Linked DNA regions of Lactuca sativa: region 2 is linked to region 1. A link is a contact called in public Hi-C data. All regions are on one chromosome and are shown on one strand. Each heading gives the region's core, a stretch centred on a gene start, on an enhancer-like site or on the middle of the called end of the contact. The rest is flanking DNA. Distances are from core to core; before and after follow the strand shown. Region 1 holds the start of LOC111906577 (fructose-bisphosphate aldolase 6, cytosolic). Region 2 holds the start of LOC111906575 (3-dehydrosphinganine reductase TSC10A).

Region 1 (5,261 bases), core at 1,504-4,003:
ATATAAAAATCCCGTGTGTGTGTACAGATCAAGCCGGCGCCTTCCCACGATCATCACTAGTACCTGAAACAATAACACCAAACACTGTAAGCACAAAGCTTAGTGAGTTCCCTAAAATACCACATATAACACATATTAGCCACTCGAGGCTATAATTCTGTGGGTCCGTGCACCCAAACTCTATGAACCCTCAGGTTCTAACTCTGTAAACATGCACAACATAAATCACATAGAATAATGCAGTGCAACACATAACACATATATATAGCATACAAACACTATATCACGTAACTCTAGTTACCTACTCAAGGTAAAGTATAGTGAGAAGACTCACCTCGCGTATCTCGATAACTCGCAAATCCCTGAAATCACTCGTGCTCGATCCCCCGAGCTATAATCCTCCTATAATACAATATATCTCTAATTAACACTTTCACAACTAAGGTTGACTAACCCTATCAAGTCAACACTGATCAACGGTCAACGGTCAACTTTGACCGGACTCGGCGAGTGCACTAAAGCGACTCGACGAGTCTATATGTGTTCACTGACTCCCTCGGATCCTCTCTTGACACGTCGAGTACTTTCCTAACTCGACGAGTTCCACCTGGCATGAATCGCGGGGCCACCACGATTCAACTTGCCGGGTCTCAAGAACAACTCGGCGAGTTCCGGCTTGACTCAGCCCCCATTGACTCTCCCTAACTCAGTGGGTCATCCCCCAACCTGGCGAGTCTACTCGCTGAACACTTTACATGAAACCCCAACCCTACTCGCCGAGTCTCAAGAACAACTCGGCGAGTTCATTCCATGCACAAACTCTATTGACCTTTTGAGGTCAGATCTGCTTTCCCAAACCATAGATCTGGCCTTCCCAAGCATGAATGTCACGTAAAGTTTGAAACTTGATGCTTGTATAACCCCCACAAGGCATCAAAAGGAGATTTGGTCCCAAAAATGACCACCTAGGTCCAATAACTCCATAATAACCCAAAAAGCCCCAAGGGTTAAGGTCTCTGGACCTCTTTGAGTCCAGATCCAAGGCACAAACTCGAAGAGGGACCATTTGCTTCACATAATCACTCTCTAAAGGGGTTAGAAAACCCTAACTCTAAAGATCAACCCTAAAACTGAAGGAGGTTCGAACTATTACCTCAAATGAAGCCTCTGGACTCTGGATCTACTGGAATTTCACCTCCTCCTTGCTCTTGCCACCTTCTTCTTGCTAAACAAGGAATACAAAAGCCCAAAAGTGACTTCCTCTCTCCCAAAACGAATTAGCTCACTTAGGTTTCTCTCAAGGGACTGGTAGCCGCAATGGGAGGCTATAAGTGTCCTTAAATAGGCTCCAAACTCGGGGAATTAGAGTTTCATTAAACAGCGTGGACTTGCCGAGCCCATATGTGAACCCGCGTCCAAAACCGCGATCCTACTCGGCGAGTTTGGGCTCCAACTCGCCGAGTCTCCTCACAAATACCAAAAATACAAGAATAATTAATACCTGGGAATCCAGGGTGTTACACTAACCTTATGCTCATTCACCTTGAGCTCCACACACTTCAACTCCTCTAGCCGTACACTCCTCACCCATCTAACACACACACACACACACACACACATATATATATATATATATATATATATATATATATATATATATATATATATATATATATATATATATATATGACACATGGGCCGTGAATGGGTTCACCGCCGTGAACCCGTAAACACAACCACAAACACCTATTACATGACCGAAAAATATATTTTGCTAGAAAAATAAATTATAAACCAATATTTTTTACCCAACACATTTATCATCATTTGACATGGATAGAAGGATGGTAGGAAGAAATTGTAAGAAGATATTTAATTTCTGTAAATTTTTTAGTGAAAGTTTAGCAATGAATAGTTTAAATCTTTTAATGTATATCCAACACATTTATCATCATTTGACATGGATAGAAGGATGGTAGGAAGAAATTGTAAGAAGATATTTAATATCTCTAAATTTTTTAGTGAAAGTTTCGAACTGATATTCTAGACTGAAATTTCGAAGTTTGAAAAAAATGGAATTTAAAGAATGATTACGAAATATGATTAACAAATCCGGAATTTTATGAAAAAATATTTTATTATTTTTTATTATAATCTAGCAAAAAGTTAAACAAACACGGTAAATAAAAAATATATAGGATATTATGACTTATAATCAAACATTTTATTAAAAAACTATGATATTAAATATTTTTAAATAGATATTTCTGAAATAAATAGATAGATTTTTTGAAATAAAGGCAAAAAAAAAAAAAAAAAAAAACTCTCCGTTTGAAGAACAATTTGGAATGCTGGCACTAGGAAGAAAATAGTCTTTTTATTTATTTATTTATTTATTTTTCAAAAGCTGAATATAATAATTTTATTTTTGAAAAACTAACTTGTAATAATGAATTTACTTAATTTCCTAGAAAAATAAAAGCCATTCTTATATAACAATTTTTCTTTATAAACAATAATTTATATTTTATAAAATTATACATTACAACGTTTAAAACATAAATTCATATCTAGGAAAAAAATAATTATTTAGGAATCTCTTAAAACCTAATAATAATTTAGTATTTTTTTTAATAACCAAAATTCGTGATTTGGTTTCTTTTTTCACAAGAATAGCACCCACTACACAGGGGCAAAATCGTAAAAATTAGGAAAAACCGCCTCAAAACCTCCTGTAGGAGATGCCATATTCGGGGCGATGATACCGATGCCTCTCTCTTTTCTTTAAATATAAACCCTCACCCGTCTCCATTGACTCTATTCAACTCCCATTTTTCCCAATTTTCTCTAAAATCTTCGTTTCTTAGATCTCAAATCTCGCAACCATGTCTTGCTACAGAGGAAAGTATGCTGGTATGTTTATTTTTTCTTTCTCTGTGTTTTATCTGCCATCAATTCTAGAAAATTTTGTTTTCCGTTGTAGTCTTGTTTAGATCTACTCAGTGGTTAGGTTTCTTCCAACTCTGGAGTATTTTTAGGTTCATTTTTTTTCATGCTAATATGGATCTGATTTACATCTTCAACGTGTTTACGATTAGTAGATGCAAAGAGGCTATTAAACCTTTTTGCCACAAACTTGTTATCTGTTTCCGTTCATAGCTGAATTATTCCTGTAACTATGATCTATCCATGTGCTATTTCATCCGGAGAAGCGTCGATTTGGTTTTAAATAATTGTTCCCGTGGATCTGGTTTGGCTTCTGAAAAGGTGGCGATCTAATTATTTCATAATAGTTTTTGTCGATTTGTTTGATAGCTGCTGCATAATTTTCTTCAGTAGTTTTTTTGGACTTCTTCGCGATAAAGTAATCTATGGAGCCAATAATTTCGAATCAGATTTTATGGTTGCACACCTCAATCATCAAATATACACTTTAGACCTTCGATCCATACGCCGATAGCTTTATATGTGATCAAATATTTTTTAAAACGTTTTGTTTTCATTCACACCCTGTTCAGTCTCCGATCTCGATCTTTTGCTAAACGATTTCGATTTTTTACTTCGCATATCTCAAAAAAGCTGAATCAGTAGTTAGACGTTGCTTAACTCTACTTTTCACAACCACTTTCTGCCACCTCTCTTAAAAATCAACTTTCTGATGTAGACTTAACTTGAAACATCAAACATGTGATGCTTTCTATTACTTTACTCAACTTTCTGATATACTTAATCACTTTAATCAATCCTTCATTTTCTTATCCAGATGAACTCATTGCCAATGCTGCCTACATCGGAACCCCTGGAAAAGGTATCCTCGCTGCTGATGAATCAACCGGTACAATCGGAAAGCGTCTATCCAGCATCAATGTTGAGAACGTCGAATCAAACAGAAGAGCACTTCGTGAACTCCTCTTCTGCACTCCCGGCGCCCTTCAATACCTCAGTGGAGTCATCCTCTATGAAGAAACTCTTTACCAAAAAACCGCAGCAGGTAAAAACAAATCACTAAACATTAATCATCACTTCTCATTGTGATCAAAATCTAACAGTCAAAAAATCATTACAGGCAAACCATTTGTGGATGTGATGAAGGAAGCCGGAGTCCTCCCAGGAATCAAAGTCGACAAGGGCACAGTTGAGCTAGCCGGAACCGACGGTGAAACCACCACCCAAGGACTCGACGGTCTAGCCCAACGGTGCGCCCAGTACTACACCGCCGGTGCCCGGTTCGCCAAATGGCGTGCGGTTCTCAAAATCGGCCCAAACGAGCCCTCACAGCTTGCGATAAACGAAAACGCAAACGGTTTAGCGCGATACGCGATCATCTGCCAAGAAAACGGTTTGGTCCCAATTGTGGAGCCCGAGATTCTTGTGGACGGGTCCCACGACATCAACAAATGCGCGGATATAACTGAGCGCGTATTGGCTGCATGCTACAAGGCTTTGAATGACCATAAGGTGCTTCTTGAAGGAACTCTTTTGAAACCTAACATGGTGACACCTGGATCGGATGCGAAGAAGGTGGCACCGGAGGTGGTGGCGGAGTACACAGTTAGGGCTTTGCAGAGGACGATGCCGCCAGCGGTTCCGGCGGTGGTGTTTTTGTCTGGTGGGCAGAGTGAGGAGGAGGCGACGGTTAATCTGAACGCGATGAATCAGTTCAAGGGGAAGAAGCCGTGGACTTTGACTTTTTCCTTTGGGCGTGCTCTTCAGCAGAGTACTTTGAAGGCGTGGAGTGGGAAAGAGGAGAATGTTGGGAAAGCTCAGGCTGCGTTTTTGGCAAGGTGTAAGGCTAACTCTGAAGCTACTCTTGGGATTTACAAGGGTGGGTCTGGGTTGAGTGAAGGTGCTTCTGAGAGTCTTCATGTTAAGGACTACAAGTACTAAATACTAAGGTTTGTTTCTTGTTTCTTGTTTCTATTCTCGGGAATTCTTGTCTCATTTGTGTTTTGATTTGAGGATTTTGTGTTATGTTTTGAACTTGTGGTGGTGGTTATAATAAGCATGAGAAACATCTGCCTATTCAGGTTTTGGTTAATATATTTTACGGTTTAGGTTTTCATGAGTAATGTTTATTAATTTTCGACTAACCAGTTATATTATTTTAAGATATTTTTATTCCAACTTTTATGAAAGAGCGATGAAAGTAGTATCTTGGTTTTAATATATGGTGTGATGCGGTTAAAAAAAATGCAAAATGCACTGTGTGTAATGCGGTTTAACAAAATTATTAAATGCAAATCACACCATGCAACTAAATT
Region 2 (5,261 bases), core at 940-3,439, 160 kb before region 1:
TACATGAGTCTCACACCTAGTAGTTAAATATAAATCGAACCAATTGTCATTATCACCAAATTTTAATACGAATTTTTCATATTTGATCATTTTTTATATGTGGTTACCATATTTTGTGTTCAAGTTATACATTCACGCTCTAGTCTGTAGTAGGTTAATGTCTAATTGGCATATACATGGCATCCAATGGCATATACATGACATCCATTGTGGTATCTATATAACATAAAAAAAATGACTTAAAATAGTAACCAATTTTCATTTTTGTTCATATATGATAACTATTTTTTTTTGTAACCCATTGACTATTATACTTTTACTTTGTGTCAAATTATACCCTTATAAGAGACAATAACTCATATTGTCGGTTTATTTCTTCAAATAATAGAATACAACTGTTACAACCAAACATTTACTAAAAAATACAAAGAATATGACACAAATACGAATTTGAATTTCAATTTCGTCAAATTTTGTTTTTTTTATCACGTATTTTGGTTGTTTCATGTACCAGACCCTCTTGTGTTGTGTTTGTATTCAAACTTTGACATGATATTAACATGTGTTTGTTGTATTTTTTTTTGTTTTGTAAGTTTAATTATGAATTAAATAAATTAAATGTTTATTTTATTTATCTTTTTGTGTTTGTCATGTTGATCGTTTTTGTGTTTGTCATGTTGATCGTTTCTATCGTGTTTTAAATAAGTTTTTTTTCTTATTAGTAAAACAAAACACATCATCATGTCGTCTTCATGTTATATAACAATTGTCATATAATACCAACTAAAAATACAGCATGAATGTCTAATTATAAAAATTGAATGTTACCATTTTTAGGTGTTATCATATCTAGTGAGGGTTTGGCGGTAACGGTTTTATTTTATGATTTAAAGAGATTTATTGCGGGTGATAAAAGTATAAGTTGAAGTTTGAACACAAAATTAGAATTTAATTGTCATTAAAAAAAAGCTTCAAATACCAACAAAAATGACAATTGATTATGGGTAAATGACACAAAAAATACTCTTTTTACATAGAAATTCGATTTTGACACTATGTATTTTTTGTGTCAATTTTAACACTGTGTTTTCCAATTTGTTACAATTCTGACCACTTGACCGGTTAACCAGGTTGCATGTTGACGTGGCATGATGACGTGTCAGTTTTGATGACGTGGCATGCTGACATGATATGTTGACGTGTCAAAATTGATTTTTTTTCTCACAAAAAACACTAAGTTTTCATTTTTTTTTTTTCGATTTTGACACTAAGTTTAATTTTTTCTTTCAACTTTGACACTATGTTTTTTTATTCCAAATCGAACATCATTTTTTCCAATTTTGTTCAATGTTGACACTTTTCTATTTGATGCCATATAAATATTTTTTTAATACATTTAAACCGTATAAATATGTTTTTTTTTTTTTTTCATTTAAAAACCATAGTTTTGTATAAATACATTTTTTTTACACTCAAACCATATTTTTATGTATAAATATGTATTAGTTATATAAAAATTGTATTTTATATTAAATATGCAACTTTAAAATGTGTTTGGAGGTTTGGAGGCGTGTAGCCGATCAAAACTCGGTTTAAAATGTAATAAAAAAATATATTTATACGGTTTCAAATGGAAAATAGACAAAATTGAACAACATTTGATAAATGATGTTCAATTGGAACAAAAAAAACATAGTGCCAAAGTTGAAAGAAAAAATTAAACTTAGTGTCAAAATCGAAAAAAATGAAAACTTAGTGTTTTTTGTGAGAAAAAAAATCAATTTTGACACGTCAGCATATTATGTCAGCATACCACGTCATCAAGCCACGTCAGCATGTAACCTGGTTAACCGGTCAAGTGGTCAGAATTGTAACAAATTGGAAAACACAGTGTCAAAACTGACACAAAAAAACACAGTGTCAAAATCAAATTTCTGTATAAAAAGAATGTTTTTTATGCCATTTACCCATTGATCATCCTTTTAATTCAGTTTTACAATTATACGTGTCACATGGATACCATATACCACCCATACGTCAATTGAGCGTTAACCTATTACCATTTACAATTGATTGTAAAAATATAATTTAAACATAAAATAAATTTTAATAATCAAATATAAAAAAAACTTAATAAAATATAAACAAAAATCAATTGGTTCATGTAAAATTTTGCAACATGGCCCATGTGGTTTGATTTCTGTGAAGTTTCCCCCTTCGTCGATTTTCAGTTCGGTTTCTCCGCTCAATCCTCTAATTCCGTTTCCTCCATCACTCAGCTCTTCTCACAGCATCCATGGCGGTTTCCGATCTCTCATTTCTCGCTCTTTGCGCTCTTCTTCCAATCATCTTTCTTATCTTCCTTAAACTCATCGTTCGTCCTCGCCCCGTCAAAATCCCAATCAAATCACGCCACGTATTGATCACTGGCGGATCCAGCGGCATCGGCCTAGCTCTAGCTAACCAAGCCGCTGCTGAAGGTGCTCGCGTCACTATCTTAGCACGTAATCTTGAGAAGCTCGAGGAAGCCAAGGCATCTATCCGCCTCTCAACTGGCATAGATGTCGCTATTGTCAGTGCTGATGTATGCGACTTTGAAGCTGTTAAGGAAGCAGTGGATAGTGTAGGTCCAATCGATGTTTTGGTTTGTAATCAAGGCGTGTTTGTTGCTCAAGAGCTTGAGAATCAGGAGATGAAGGAGATTAGAGACATGATTGAGATAAATCTGATTGGGACTTTTAATCTGGTTAAGGCGGCGTTGCCGAGTATGAAGAGCCGGACTGATCGGAAGCCAGTTTCGATCGCATTCATGTCATCTCAGGCCGGTCAGGTACATTCTGTCAGTGTGTGTGTTCTTCAAGCTTTGTTACTTTCAGACCGATTAAGTAGTAATGTACGATCTTTGCCACTACACAACTAGGGTTTATGAATTGAAATTGCGATCTTAAATGGGTAAATGGCTTGGTGATGGAAGTTACTTGTACAAATTGTTGCAATTAGAACATTTGATTGGTATCTTTTGTTCAATTGCTAGTGAGTTGGTAGCATATGTGCAATTTGAATATGACAGCTAGCTCTCAAATCTTATGAGTTTTCTTACAGTATTGGCAATTTGAATATGCTCTATCTATACAAATGGTCATTCTACTTTGTGTAAAGATCTTCATAAGCACGTATATACAGGCATCTTCTAAGTTCTATCATTTGCTGCTTTTAAGACATCTGCTGTGTGGTTTAGGGATAGGCTCAAAGTTCTTGTACAAATTAAACTACCTCATAGATAATCTGCACTTTAAGCTTATCAACTCCTAATATTTCTATTCTTTTTTTTTTAATGCTTTGAAGGATCATTATAATTATATTACATTTCTTGATAAACTTTTTATTTTTAGGTTGGCATTTATGGGTATACAGCATATTCAGCTAGTAAATTTGGGCTAAGGGGTTTAGCAGAAGCTCTGCAACAAGAAGTGATTGCTGACAACATTCATGTTTCACTTATCTTCCCTCCAGACACAGACACACCTGGTCTTGCAGAAGGTTCTAGAAACTGCTACTGTTTGCATTTTCATTTGTGTGGGATAAAAATGGAAAAAGAATATTAAATTTAAATAAACATTTTTTTTTGTGGTTATTTATTACAGAGAATAAAAGAAAGCCACGTTTGACAAGCATCATAGCAGCATCATCAGGTGCAATGAAAGCGGATGAGGTGGCAAAAAAAGCATGGAGTGGGATAAAATCTGGGAGTTTTTTTGTCCCATGTAATTTGGAAGGATTCATGTTGTCAGTAGCTACTGCTGGTCTTTCCCCTCAAAGATCATATCTCATGGCTTTTGTTGAAGTTATTTCAGCTGGTTTGATGCGTGTTGCAGGGTTGTGTTTTCAATGGTCATGGTATGGAAGCATTGAAAACTTTCATGCACAACACAAATAGATGATGATGATGACGATGATGAGTTTTTATCTTGTATTATGAGTTTCAGAACACCTTATTTATTATTATTCATGTAGACTATTGGAAAACAAGCTAGAAAAGCAAGTTGTGTATTGTGAATTGTGATTGATGTGTTAATTGCGATGATGATAATAATAATAATAATAATAACATTATTATTAGCAAATTAGCAACCCCTTTTTGACTCTCTATGAAATGTGTCGCAACCTCTTTATGACTTCTAAAGGGGCGATGATGGCTAAACATTTATGATTAATCAATTGTATAATATTGGTTGCAATGTATTATTTTTTAAAATAATACATTGTTAAGGCTAAATGGAATGTTGTTGTTGTTTTTTTTTTTTTTTTTTTTTTTTTTTTTTTTTTTTTTTTTTTTTGTCAATAGTAAAAGGGTGCCACATAGGTATTATATAAGCTTTTGTAGTTTTTATAATTTTACCTATGAACTAGGGTGTGATGATGTTTTTATCTATCAACTTTTTTTTCTTAATTCAAAAATATAAAAATGACATAAAACAAACATAAATATTAATTAAAATAAAATAACATTTCATTAAAAATTAAAACATTACATTTGATTTAACAATAGTCTGACTAACCGTTAACAACTTACAATTTTGTAATAAATTTGCCATTTTTTTAGAGGTTTTTTTAGACAAGCTATGAAAAAAAAAATATAAAGATGAATATATATATATAGTGAAACACACATACAATCCAACCGTCCCACTAAGGTTCGAGCCTACATTGGGAGTAGCCTTGTTATCTAGTGTTCAACATGGAACATGTGTGGAAAAGCCGCCAGGTGACAAACGGGCACCTGCCAAATCCAGTAACGGTGCACGTACCTCTACCATTGACTAAGTTAATCGGGGCTTAGGAAGGGACAAAGGTACGATCCACTAATCAATCTCACTATCTTGATTCGGGTCTGACACTTCTGTCTCCATGAGCGAGATCTGTGCAAATGCCTTACTATAAAAGACCACTCTCCTCTAACGATAAAGGGATCTCTCTCTCTCTCTCTCTCTCTAATCCAAACTTACACATATATACTTACTTATACCCATCTCCATCGAAGACTAACTTCATTGTCAAAGCGTTCTCCTGAGACACACTCCCGGAGCACAAATGATGGCATATTTCTCTTGTTGTGATTTAGATCTCCACCAAGAACCAAGAGAACATGAACCGGAGCAACCTATAGAGGCACGCCTTTTCACATAATTAGTGTAATCTGTTGTTGTGACAATCGACACAGAAAGCTTAACAAACAATTTCCGGTCATGGAAAACGACAAG

The links. Hi-C and Micro-C count contacts between places; a contact is called where the count stands out from the background.
Region 2: a contact with region 1 is called in a Hi-C map of leaf, with 10 times the contacts expected there. The contact joins the promoter of LOC111906575 here to the promoter of LOC111906577 in region 1. A contact is called at or near these places in 2 of 4 Hi-C or Micro-C datasets (leaf and seed).

The regions. Positions count from the first base shown.
Region 1 is chr1:62,637,782-62,643,042 of Lsat_Salinas_v11, reverse strand. LOC111906577 (fructose-bisphosphate aldolase 6, cytosolic) reads left to right here and starts at 2,753. Exons shown (of 3, transcript XM_023902331.3): 1 at 2,753-2,913; 2 at 3,764-3,991; 3 at 4,067-5,062. The coding sequence starts at 2,886. The coding sequence ends at 4,887.
Region 2 is chr1:62,796,381-62,801,641 of Lsat_Salinas_v11, reverse strand. LOC111906575 (3-dehydrosphinganine reductase TSC10A) reads left to right here and starts at 2,189. Exons shown (of 3, transcript XM_023902330.2): 1 at 2,189-2,830; 2 at 3,393-3,540; 3 at 3,645-4,124. The coding sequence starts at 2,297. The coding sequence ends at 3,937.